Linked DNA regions of Mus musculus: region 2 is linked to region 1. A link is a contact called in public Hi-C data. All regions are on one chromosome and are shown on one strand. The core of a region is the stretch at or near the end of the contact, and the rest is flanking DNA. Distances in the headings are between cores, read along the strand shown. Region 1 holds the start of Dera (deoxyribose-phosphate aldolase (putative)). Region 2 holds the start of Cmas (cytidine monophospho-N-acetylneuraminic acid synthetase).

What was found. A called contact is a pair of places that touch in the nucleus more often than the background predicts.
Region 2: a Hi-C map of B cells shows a contact between it and region 1, with 6 read pairs. The contact joins the promoter of Cmas here to the promoter of Dera in region 1. A contact is called at or near these places in 1 of 39 promoter capture datasets (pre-B cells) and 2 of 484 Hi-C or Micro-C datasets (B cells and the N1E-115 cell line).

The regions. Positions count from the first base shown.
Region 1 is chr6:137,751,182-137,757,793 of GRCm38.p6, reverse strand. It overlaps Dera (deoxyribose-phosphate aldolase (putative)), which reads right to left and starts at 3,217. Exons shown (of 9, transcript NM_172733.1): 1 at 3,156-3,217. The coding sequence starts at 3,186. Strap (serine/threonine kinase receptor associated protein) reads right to left here. Exons shown (of 10, transcript NM_011499.3): 10 at 5,864-6,612.
Region 2 is chr6:142,754,137-142,760,748 of GRCm38.p6, reverse strand. Cmas (cytidine monophospho-N-acetylneuraminic acid synthetase) reads right to left here and starts at 4,063. Exons shown (of 8, transcript NM_009908.2): 1 at 3,723-4,063. The coding sequence starts at 3,976. LOC115490443 (a long non-coding RNA gene) reads right to left here and starts at 3,441. Exons shown (of 2, transcript XR_003956544.1): 1 at 2,139-3,441; 2 at 895-1,882.

The DNA.
Region 1 (6,612 bases), core at 1,968-4,467:
GGAACTGCAACTGGAGGAAAAATGCCTACACAAAGATCAGGACGGAGTCAGGCCTGAAGGGCATTTTCTTAATCAGTGACTGATGAGGGAGGTCCCAGCCTACCGTGGGTGGTGCCATCCCTGGGCTGGTGGTCCTGGGTTCTATAAGAAAGCAAGCTGAGCAAGCCAGAAGGCAGCATCCTCTCATGGCTCCTGACCCCTGCCCTAGTTAAGTGTCTGCTCAAGGCTTGCTTCAAAGACGAACAGGGAGGGAAATAAGCCCTTTCTCCCCCAACTTGTTTTTGCTCATAGTCTTTCCTCAGTTATAGAAATCCCAAGACAAAACCACCACCATAACTGTGAGATGCCTTTAAAAACAGATGTCAAGCCGGGCGTGGCGCCGCATGCCTTTTATCCCAGCACTTGGGAGGCAGAGGCAGGCGGATTTCTGAGTTTGAGGCCAGCCTGGTCTACAAAGTGAGTTCCAGGACAGCCAGGGCTACACAGAGAAACCCTGTCTCGAAAAACCAAAAAATAAATAAATAAATAAATACATAAAATAAAAACATAAAACCAGATGTCATCAAATGGCCTTTGACTGACATTCAAACCCAGAAAGGCAGGGCACTCATGGCTCCTGTCTACACACAGCTGCATGGACAGATTCGCCAAACAGTAAGTAAAGATGTATTCCACTGGTCCACATGTAAGGGCCTAGGTTACTTGGGGAACTGAAGAAAAAAAAACATGTTTATGGACATTTTAAGGAAAGGTCTAGAACATGTTGGTTGACAGACCCTGGAGGGATTAACAAACAACCAGCATGGTGGTTTCCTGAGTGTGCTCCAGAACCACCCAGACCCAGACGGTTGGACATCCACGTTCTGCTATTACAATCAGAGCATCCCTGTCTGGAAAGCCTCTTTTACACATCCCCTGCTGGGAGAAACTTTCCTTGCAGAGTTCTCATCCTAAAAATCAAGTTCAGGGCCAGCCAGATGGCTCAGTGGGCAAAGACAATTACTGCCACACTTAGACATCCTGAATTTGAATCTTGGCTGTCAAAAGGTAGAAGGTGAGATAACTGTGAAAGCTGCCCTCTGATCTCCAGAGGTGTGCATGCGCGTATTCCCACCCCCAGCACTAACACACACACACACACAAAGTAGACAAATACATTTGATTTTTAAAAGCTGTCTTAAAGGCTGATGAGATAGATGTCTCAGCAGTCAAGAGCTCTTCCAGAGGCCCTGAGTTCAACTCCCACATGGCAGCCATAGACCATCTGAAATCCAATCCCAGGGGATTGGATGCCCTCTTCTGGCCTCAACAGGCATTGCACGTGTAATGGTAAACAGACCGTGTACAGGCAAAATCTCACACATAAAATAAAAATAAAATGAAAAAAATTGTAAATAACAATGACTAATGAATTCTACAATCTCCCTGGTGATAACTGCATTTTCCTAAAAATTTTTTAATACAAATGTGTTTAAATAACGCTAATTTCTTTTTAAAAAGTAGTACTCATTAAAAACATTAAGATGTCTTTAATCAGCAAAAAACCACAAAACTCATCAATTAAAGCAATGTTGAAATTAATACAGAACAATTTTTTTCATAGTACATATATAATTCACGTGATTTACTTTAGCAGATTAGATTACAGCTGTGTCACGCCTAAGGATTAATACCACAGCACACAAAAACTCTTGCAATCTATGTGATTATAACAAGAACAGTAAGGAAAATATAATCTATACATGGAGGTGTGAGTGCACATTAACTATTACTCTAAATAGCAGCTGTTAATGTCTACACTGTTACTTTGCAACACGGGAAAGGTAGTGTTTTGATGGCTTTTTAAGAAAGCTCTTTCTATATAGTCCAGGCTAACCTGACACACAACTGATGCTGGGGTTACAGGTGTGTGCAATAGCACCCAGCCCAGGACTTACACTTTAAGAAAGTAAAAATGGCCGGACAGTGGTGGCGTACGCCTTTAATCCCAGCACTTGGGAGGCAGAGGCAGGTGGATTTCTGAGTTCCAGGCCAGCCTGGTCTATAGAGTGAGTTCCAGGACAGTGTAGAGCTACACAGAGAAACCTAGGGGCTGGGGGCGGGGGGGGGGGGGGGGAGTAAAATTGGCTTAATTGCATCTCCTGAAAGGAAAATTTGAAACTTTAAAAGAGCTGTTGGGGGGGGGGGGGAATTATGTTACATCCTCGACCTTGTACAAAGATGCAGACTAGCTTCATCTTCAGCCCTTAGTCCATCTTCCAGGGTCACTGCTAAAGTTTACACTGCAGGGATAAAGTGTAAGGCTCTGTTGGAGAGAGGGACTAAAGTGCCATTAACCTGGTACAGAGACTACCTGTCAAGCATGCAATTCTAAACACTTCTAAAGTCTAGACTGGCAAGTCCCTTCTGAAAAGAGTAACCCTGTGTATCACTCACAGCCACTCAAAATCAGTCCCTATGAAAAGAACTTAGTGCGCTCATTATCGTTGCTTATTCAACACTAAGTGCAGAGAAATATACCAGCGGCTCCAAGTATCCCCTCCTCACACTATCCAAACCACCTTCAGACAGAAGTAGCTTCCTAATAAATAACTACTTTACAGATGCCGGTATATAAGCACAGAGTGAGTAATTTACCCAAAATCACACACCTAAGAGGGTCCAGGATACAAAGCAAACAATCTATTATGCAAAGTTAAGTCATTGACATTTGGCTCAGTCACGTTTTTGCTACGTTTGAATTACAGACTTTTAATTTTTTTTCCCAGAAATATCTGAACTAGTATCAATAAGGTGAAAAATAGTTTTAAAAAGAACATTTTGTCTAAGCATTTAAAATCATTTTTAGCAGACGGCGATGACCACCAGCACAGCCAACTTTGGGAATGGCTACGTGAGTCCGGCAGTAAATGAATGGCACACAAGTACCCGGCAGGCTTTTCACTCGGGTTGGTTTACTGCGACCACAGAGCTACATAGTGCAAAGATCTAATTAACCCTTCCTTGCTTCCGCTTAAAGGGTTAAGACTGCATAGAGCCTGGCGACAGGGCTGTCCCCGAGTTCTGCCTCAGTTCAGGTCTCCGCCCTCCGGGGATCGCCCTGGGCACCCCCACCCCCAACCTGGCGAAGGGGAGCGCAACCCGCTGGCCCTTACCGAGCTCTGTGCCCCGGCAGTGAGCAGCCATTGTGGCCACCGCTGAAAGCCAACCCTTGCTCCAGGTCGCCACACGGGCCTGGCCTTCCTCCTTCCTGTCAAGTCCCCGCCCAGAGCCACGCCCCTTTTGCAACGCCCTACCAAAGCCACGCCTCTTCGGTCCTGTACCACTTAAACTTTTCTCCAGCTCCTGGGCTTGGAGCCCAGCCAGGTCATCACCCTACCTGTTCCCTGTCTTTCCAGGTCAGGCCTGTGACTTGAGCATTCCCCAGCTCCAGAAGTCTCCCAGACCATTTTTAAATGCTTACATGGCCAATTGAACTAGACAGAATCAGACTTAGGAACTTTAGCTGTAGGATCATGTGAGTGGCAGGACTGGATTCTTTCTTGCATGAGCGGAGCAATGTAGTCTTGGACCCGAATTGTGGGTAGTGTTCCAGAGCCCTCAGGGGACAGCCAAGGTAGTCTAGGAGCTAGAACGCGCTGTAATTTCTAGTCTGGACTCAGTGAAAGAGCAGCTAGGACATAAGCTTAGGAAGACTCGGTTTCTTATTTTTGTTTTTTTTTTTTTTAAGATTTATTTTATGTATATGAGTACACTGTAGCTGTCTTCAGACACACCAAAAGAGGGCATTAGATCGCCATTACAGATGGTTGTGAGCCACCATGTGGTTGCTGAGAATTGAACGTAGGATTTCTGGAAGAGCAGTCAGTGCTCTTACCGCTGAGCATCTCTCCAGCCCTTTCGTTTTGTTTTTAAGACAGTTTGCTTTGTAATCACGGTTGGACAAGAGGTTGCTGTGTTGAATCTCCTGCCCCAGACCCCAGATCCCCATTGCTGGGATTACAGGCAGATGCTACATTCAATAAAAGGTCCAGCTTCTTTCATTTAGAAAATATAGTATTTTCATTTTTGTGTCTACACACATATGTGTGCATAGCACATGTGTTCAGGTATGTGCAAAGGCCAGGCCAGGCCACTCTGGACCAAGAGTTAGTCAGGAGCTGGGAACCATACTTAAGTGTTAAGAAGCGCAAGCACTCTCAACTGCTCAGTTCCCTCTTCAGGCCTGAAAAGAATTTTTTTAACTTAGTTCTGTGAATAATTGAGTATGTAACCTAGGACACACTACTGGCCTTAGTTCTGTGAATAATTGAGCATGTAACCTAGGACACACTACTGGCCTTTGTGAACTTCATTTTCCTTATCTGTAAGAAAGGATCGCGACAATTTCTTTGCTTTCTAAAGTTGAGATTCAGTGATGATTTTTCTCAGCCTGGTTTCTCTGAATTACTCCAGGTTCACAGTCTAGGGGGTGAGCCACTGTATCTGTACTCACATGGACCATCTCTGCTGAGCTACAAGTTTGTCTGAACTACAAGTTTCTCTAGTGAATCAATTGCTCTAGTTCTTTCATCTCAGGAAAGTCCTGCCAGAGATGTACATATACCCAGAGACTCAAATTTTGAGAATTAAGCAGCAATCTGGTAAACAGGTCTCTAATGAGCTCAAACTATTTGTAATTCAATTCTTAGTGACTAGAAGGTTCTAGGACATAAGTCTACTTACTGCAAAACTGGGTGATCAAAATAGGTTTGTATGCAAAGTTGTAGTTTGTAAATACCTGAGGCCATGATAAATGTAAGTTATTAATGTGGTGTCAGATACACAATTACTCTGCTAGATAGAAACCTGCTTATTTCCCTACTGAGCTGCCATCTAGTCTGGTCCACACACAGCTACTTCTAAATATTTTGGATGTATGTCTAGGCCATATTCATAATGCCACTGTTATTTTCACTTAACCTTGCAAAACTTGGAGCAAGCACTAAAAACCTGGAGCTTATCTGAAACCATCTAGATCACCAAGAACGCCAACATCACGCATAGCCAAAATATTCATGTCTCAATGGAGAAACCTATAGAATTAACCTAGTCACAATGACCAAGCAATCCTACCTAATATGTAGCTATCTCGTGTGGCCTGGCCATGTTCATTAAGTGCACACATATGCACTACCATGTCTGACTTTACACGTGGCTGCTGGGAAAGCAAACTCGGATGCTGGAACATGCACAGCACACCCTTCACTGACTAGGCTGACTCGCCAGTCCCCACTTTACTTGGAAGTTTCAGCCCCACTGAAAGTTTCAGCAGGCTATGAGAAAATTGGCACACTGTCAAAGAATTATCTACCAGCACCCACAAGTGTCCCAACCTCCTGGTTCATATTCTAAAGCCTTTCCTACAGTGTAGATTGCAAGGCTGAGAACCAGGCAAAGGCGGGAGGTGGGAGACAGCAACATCCAAGAACCATGGGCAGCACAAGGAAGGATTAACAGAAGGGAGCTTCCAGGAAAAGCACACAGCCACGTGTAGGAATCAAACACACACGTGGGGTCATCCATGCCTTTTCATGTGAGCACCTGAATTTAAGGTAGCGTCAGTCACTAAGGAAGCTGAGAACAGGTTTAGCTGAGGAAAGGCTTCTAGCATGAGGGCAGAGGTTTCTCCTGGTGACTCAGAACAGAATAGCTTGGCCAGCACCTGGACTTTGCTCAAGTGAGCCTTGTTTCAGCCTCAGGACACTGCGATCTGTTACCAAGCATGCTGGTTCAGGCTACAAACGTGCTGCAGCAATAGGAAAGCAATGGCACAAAATAAGAAATGCCCTTAATTTATCAACTTCAGGAATCCAAGCGACTTCCATTACAAAAGATGCACTCAATTTTATTTAGGGTCAGACTCTCAGTCTAATCTTGATACATGAACAATACTGCTACAGAGCAGAAAACCAAGCATGTTAAACATGGACAGGGGAACACCACTGCCTGAGGCTCATCAATGCCTGTGACGGGCTTCCCTGGCTCTCCCAGGAACCGCCTGTAGTGCCGCCAACTTCTAGTCACAAACTAGTCGAGACTTTTCTGATCAAAGTACTAAAGGCCACTCAGAAGATAAATTACCAGAAAGCAAATTAATACAAGCTGTTCATCTGTATTTCCAAATTACTAACTTAATCTCTTCACATTGTAAAATAAGTAAATAAACTACAAATTTATTATCCAATTTATTAAAGGTTGACTTTTTGAATGACCCAAGTTTAAATATGAGAAAGTTTGGTATATCATAAATACTGAAAATTAATGATTAACCCAGTTTCATTAAATCATGTGGTTATTTGTACAACCGAGCAGATGTTAGACTACGTACAGCAGTTTTTCAGAATATTTTCAGAACTGAGATTTCAACTTGTTTACTTGCTCTTCCTAAGTGTTTTTCTGTTTTAGTAACTAACATGCATGTTTAAAGAGACAAGAGAAGCAATTGTATCCATCCAGAAGGAAATAAATGAACACACAACAAAAGATATGAAAATTTCAAGTTTAAATAATTCAATTTCAAATTTAGGAAATGTTTAGTTCAGACTCTATAACCAAACTGTCTTTGCTCTG
Region 2 (6,612 bases), core at 2,814-5,313, 5.0 Mb before region 1:
AGTTAATCCTGACAGGTCCTCACAGAGGGTTAGTGCTCATAGCAGGCACCACTAGAAACAGAGTGAGGTCTGTCAGACCAGTTAGAGGGTAGAGCTGGCCAGCTCAAGCTGCTGGCCCATGGAAGGGATTTATTCCTCCTAGTCGTTGTTATCACTTCAGGTACTATACGCAGCTCAAAGAACCAGAGAGCAGCAAGGGCTCACGTCCTCCACAGATGGAGGACTGCTACAGAGAAGCTGATGCTCGCATTATTCTTAGTGGGATTTTGTGTAGATGAATCTACATTTTTTTTTTCACTTTATGTTTGTGGTGTGCAGGAAGAGGGACACACAATTGCCTGTGTGGAGAAGTCTGTTCTGTCCTTCCACTATGTGGATGCCAGGGACCAAATTCAGACTCTTGGGCTTGGTAGTCAGTGTAGTTATCTGCTGAGCTAGTTCACCAGTGGACCCCACACAGATACGTTCCAATAAATGAAGCAGGAGCTCTCCTCACTCGGTGACTTCTCTAGCCTTCCTCATGATGCTTCCGTGAGGGCTGTCTGTGGACTTATGAGGTGGGCTGACTGAAGGAATGCAGGCATTGTTTTCTACTTAACAGTGACTGGCTTGAGGATGAGTCAGGGATACAGTGGGGTCTGATGAGGTAAGGATTTTCAAACGTAAAGGCGAGCAGACCTGACTGCTCCTGGAAAGGCACAGGTGCTGCAACTAACGAAACCCAGACACTAACAACTACAAAGGGCATGCTGTCCTCCACAGCCACTGCAATAAGGAAGAAACTAGACTCCAGTATCCTGAAATCAGAAACCGGAAACATTTTTAAAGACAGGAGAGGCAAGGGAGAGGCATCAAGAGGTATTCAAACAGTCAGTCCACACAAAGAACCTTCTGTATTTATGAACAGTTTATAGACAGGAAGAGAGACAAGTGCCTATCCTCATGACAAGCTACACTGCAGAAGGTCCGCAGTTCACATGAACAGGGAAGGTACATGTCTGAACAGTCCTATCATGGAGGAGAGAGTTTTTATGACTGAAACTTCCTAAGTTCACTCTGTAAGAGAGGGCTTAGGGGTCTCTGAGCCCATCATGATTTCCCAGGAACAGTCTGTTCAACCGGAGGCACTGCAACTTCTCAGGTGGGAATGCCATGAGAGCGAGACCGAATCAACAATATGGTCTTAAGTGGACAAAGACTATGGTCACATATGCAGAGGCAGATGGATCTCCTAACACTCTGCTTGACATCAGAAAGGGACAACCCATCCTGAGACAAGAAACTGCAGATTCTCCTGACAGAGCACACCATCTTGTGTACTTATAGTAACAAATCTCATCTGATACCACACACGTGTTCTACATGTTGCTCAGCTGTGGTAGTTGTGGTGATAGTGCATCAAACAACCTAAGGAAAGACTTCTTTTGAGTCACTTTCTGACATCTTTCTATTACTTGCTTAGCGTGAACATTGTGGCCTGTGATGGGGCAGAGTATCATGGTGGAGGGAACACAGTGCAGCAGAGATGTCTACCTCATGGCAGCCAGGAAGTGCAGAGATGAGCTTGGACATCACAGCATGTGGCATGGACTAACAAGTGTGTTTTTCACTGTTTAACCACACTCCCCAAAGAACTAACCAGTAGGGCAGCCTTGTCTGTGACGGGTAAGGGGAACTGTCAGGAAGACAGCTATCTGTCACATCACCTCCAATCAGTCACTTTTCTTCAGGTTTACAAGGGTCAGGAATGCCTGCTGACACCTGGATGTCACACCATCAAGAGAGTAGACAACCAAGAAAACAGATGACCATCTTGTGTCCATGTGACTAGGGCTAAAAGTTGACTCCTCAGAAATCCCGCATGTTCTGCACAGCATCACCTCTGAAGAGATGGAACAGGGGTGTCACCTTTGATTCGAGGCTTGTGCCCAACAAGCCTTACTCTTCCTATCAGTGTCCATGGCTCCAGAGGGGGCATGGGGCTGCGCCTGTCAATGGTTCTACATAGCTGGCTCCTGCTGCTGCTCTAACCCTTGGCTCAAGACAGCAATACCCAGTCCCATAGTAATAGACAGCACGTGCTGAATAAAAGATTCATCTTTTGTTCTTAAGCCTAATTACGGGACATAAAGACTTACCTGTGCATATGTGGTGGGCGTTTGTGTGACTACATGCATGAGTGCCTTGGTACATGTGTGGAGGTCAGAGAGCAACCTCAGGCACTGGTCCTCACATGTCACCTTGTTTGTGACAGGGTCTCTCTTTCGTTGTTCACTGGGTACACCAAGCTGACTGTCCCCTGAGTTTCCAGATTCTCCTGTCCTGCTGTAATTGCAGATGCACTAGACTCTCACTTGGATTTTATGTGGGCTCAGGGAATGAGATCTTAGTTCCTCAGACTTACATGGCAAGCATTCTGTCCAGAGCCATCGCCTCTATCAATTACCCTCCCACTCCCCTTAAAAGATTGTATAGTGTGAATATGTCCACGTGAGACCAAGGGCCTGTGGAGACCAGAAAAGGATATCCAATCTCCTGGTGCGGAGTTTCAGGCAGTTGTGAGCTATCCAACAATGGTGCTGAGAGCTGAACTTGGGTCCTTTGGAAAACCAGTACGTGCTCTCAAGCGCCGGGCCATTTCTCCAGTTCTACCAGTACCCTTTCTGAATCCACTCTGAAAGTCATTTCCTGACATGGGACCTGAGAGTCATGAACAATAATTTTGTTCTCAATCTATGGTCAGTATGACTTCAAACTCTTTTCCCTTCATAGATGTTACTTTGTCCCTGTGGCCTATACATAATTAACTTCTCACTCCTTTGCAGTCTGCATTCTGAGAGGTTTAAAAACACAAAACCAAACAAAAACCAATCGAGAGCTCCGTAAGGGATAGAACTGTGCACGGACCGTCTTGCTATCTCCTTGCGTGTGTATGGAAAAAAGTGGGGCTCAAGAAATGTTTACTGAGCTGAACCAAATTCACGATACTCCCCTATCTCTCCTCAGCACACTTCCTATTACGTGTTATTTTCAGAAGCCAGCTGTTTCTTTAGCTCCACCCAGAGCTTCCTTTGAGTCAAAACACAAAGAAAACTCATACATTTATATCTTTTGCTATCCCATCTTTAAACAATGTCAGTTGGGTGAAAAAAAAAATCTGCCTTCATAATATGGGGAAATCAATAGCCTTCTGAATCAATCATCTTAAAAGCCAAATCATCAAAAGGTAGCAATAAATTCAAGCAGAATTTGGATGCAGCTAGCACGGGCATTTAAATTCCTTGTTGGCAAAGGATTTTTATCTCCCTCCTTTGATGAATGGCATCAACTTGTAACTCCTGATCAATCCGGTGGAGGCCGAGAGGATGCAGAGATAAAAACTGCCTTTAGTGAGGCCAAAGTTCAAGAGGTAGGCTAAACCCATTCACACCCATAAAACAGTCATACCTCGTACACACGTAGGGACCATTTCCTCTTTGTGCTGACTCACAGCCTCACAGCCAGAGAATATTTTTTTCTCAAAGGTGAGGGAAGACTCTCTAAGCTGGGGAGCCCCAACTCGACTCCATTCATGCACCTGCTGCCTCCCGGGCCTTGCAGCACCCGGCAGTCTGCGCAGCCCAGAGGTGACAGGCGCCCATCAAGCAGGGGCGACCCAGGGTCAGGCCTGGGGACCCCGACCCCCGACCCCCGACCCGGGCCCGGCTCCCGCACATGCGCACCTCTGGAAGACCCCCGCATCCAGGGCGGCGCGCAGGACCCAGCCAATGAGCGGAACCCCCGCCAGGCGCTTGATGTTCTTCAGTGGGATGCCTTTGCTGCCGCCGCGGGCCAGCACCAGCGCTGCCAGGTGCGGCGGCTTCTCTAGGCCGCGCCCCGCGCCCCGGCTGCGCTGCAGCTTCGGGGGCCGGCCCCGGGACGGCCGTCCACGCGGGGCGGGCCCCGACGTGGCGGCCCCCTTCTCCAGCGCGTCCATCTTCCTCCCACGCCGCCGCTCCAACGTCTCCACATCCGGGAGCTCGGCCCCGCCGACTCCACTCGGTACCGCCCGCCTGCTGTGGCAGCTGTAGGCCACGCCCACGGCTCCGCCAGCCCCGGGGCACGCTGGGAGTTGTAGTTCCCCGCGCCGTCACCCTGCAGTGGGGCCGGCCAGGTGAGCTCAGAGGAGCCTCTAGTTGAATGGCGCTTTGTGCAGTGTTCAATAATGTCTGGAGATTTCTAAAATAAATGAGAATTAGTCCTCCTCCACTCATCTCCTCCTCTCCAGCCTCTTTCCGTTTTCCCATTTCTTCCTCCCCTTACACCTTCCTCCATTTCTTCCTTCTTCCCTTTTTTTTCCCTCTCCAACCACTCCCCATCAACATACTAGGTAACTTCAGGTCATGAGAAGCTGAGTCGGGTTTACTGGGCAACAGCCCCTAGCCATAAAGAATTGCTTAGTCCCAGCCTAATTGTTTCACAAACAATATTTTGGGCTCTCAAACAGTATGAGAGAGAGAGAGAGAGAGAGGGAGAGAGAGAGAGAGAGGCAGACAGAGAGAGAGGCAGAGAGAGGCAGACAGAAAGAGAGACAGAGACAGAGAGAGAGACAGAGAGAGAGAGAGAGACAGAGAGAGAGAGAGACAGAGAGAGACACACAGAGAGAGAGAGAGAGAGAGAGAGAGAGAGAGAGAGAGAGAGAGAGAGAGAGAGAATGTCTGTAAATGGGCTCAACCTGCAACAGCAGAAAGCTTGGGGCCCCTCGCTGTTGCAATAAATCAGTCTCAACCTGTGGGGATCAAGGTCTATCTTCTCTACCTCACTTTTCTTACAGTTATCATCATCCTCTTTTCTTACAGTTATCATCATCCTCTGCTTTGCTCTCTGACTGGAGCTAGCCTTGAACTCACTATATAGTTCAGATTAGCCAGGAACTCATGACATAGCTCAGGGTGGCCTGGAACTTGAGGCAATCTGGCTGAGCTGCCACTCCCAAGGAATGAATGAATGAATGAACTGAAGACCCTCCCCACTTGGAAACTTCTTAGTCCATACTATAGCATGGATCTATTTTATGATTTAATGCTTTTATATTAAACATCAATCTTCCTATGCTCCTGATTCATCTCCCTCTCCAAGAAATTGCCCCATTTTAATGTCCTACAGGTGCCTCGAACTCAACATTTTAAGCCATCGTCCCCCTCCCATGGGCTTGGCATTCCCTGCTAATTCAGCCAACAGTGTTACCTTCTGCTGGTGTGTCAGCTTTATTAATCCCTTCCAGTGTAGTGCACACCTGTTCCCTTCTAAAAAAAAAAAAAAACTTTTAAAAAGTTGTCTGATAAAATATATTCCTTTGAGAACCCACTGCCTCTCCCCAGGTGCGGGTGGGGTGTAAACACACATTCTTTTCATAGTAACAGTGTGTGACAATCTTGGCCCTTGAAATGTCCTATCTTCCTGAACACAGCTACAAGTCTTTCCAGACTCCTGTGAGAACAAAAGATCCTTCTCTTGTTGAGTTTTTGGATGTTAAAAGACTGTGTAAGTCTGAAGCCTGGGAGTAAAGGGGTGGAGAGATTTGGTATTCTGGAAGAGCCAGGGGGTCTACACTCACTCTGAAGAAAGCCAACCCAAGATATACAGAGAGGAGAGACACTGTCCCCTTTCAACCAAGAAGGGAGCTAATATTGACAGTACTGGACACTTTCACCAAGTCCTTTCTAAAGTGGATCCAAGTTGGATTCTACTGTTCTTTGCCTATCAGCCTTAGAGACACAAAGTCTGGAACAGCACTGGGTGGAAACATTGTTGTCATACGGAGCTAATTCAAACTCAAAGCCTGAAGGAGAAGGAGGCTCTTTGTTGATTTAGCCTTGAGCTGAAGACAGCTGCTGGTCCCATTTCCCACAGTGCCAAGTCAGCAGGAGCTACCCTTGTTCCTTTGTCCCCATGTCAGGGACGGGAGGCTGGGAAGAGAGATGCGCTATTTACAAGAAGATCACACTGTTGTTTGTGTCCATGCTCACTAGCTGGGCTCTGGCTGATCCTAGCCACAGAGCTGGGCGCTACTGTTCTTTTTAAGTGTGTAGGAGTCTGTGATCTAGGAGGAAGCCAGAAATAACAGAATGCCCCAGATAGCACTCTGTCCATTTCTCGAACTGCCACAATCTTATTGTGTGGGCAGAGCACAGAGATCATTGCATGGGACAGAAAGATCCTGCGAGTGGAACAGAGTGTCTCAGTGATCTATGGTTTTTAAGTGACCTTGGGAAAATTACTTTTCCTCTTGGAACCTAAATTCTATGGTAATAATGATGATCACTTACAAAGGTTGTTCTGAGGACTGTGGCAATACATAAACATGCTCAGTACAGTGCATAGAATATAAAAAATGTTCAGTATAGCTAATTGAATATAGTCATAGCTCCAAAGGAGAGCTTTAAAATAACTGTGGGTTAGCAAAAGAGGGCTAGATTACAAGCAGGCACAAAAGGTAGTATTTTACACAAGGTAACATATTTTTTGACAGCATAATACTTCGAGAGGCTCTCCAGTAAAGATAAAGTGTATGGGTCAAGCAAGCTGTGCCAAAACATTTTAGGATATTTGTTGTGTAACCTGTACTGTAAG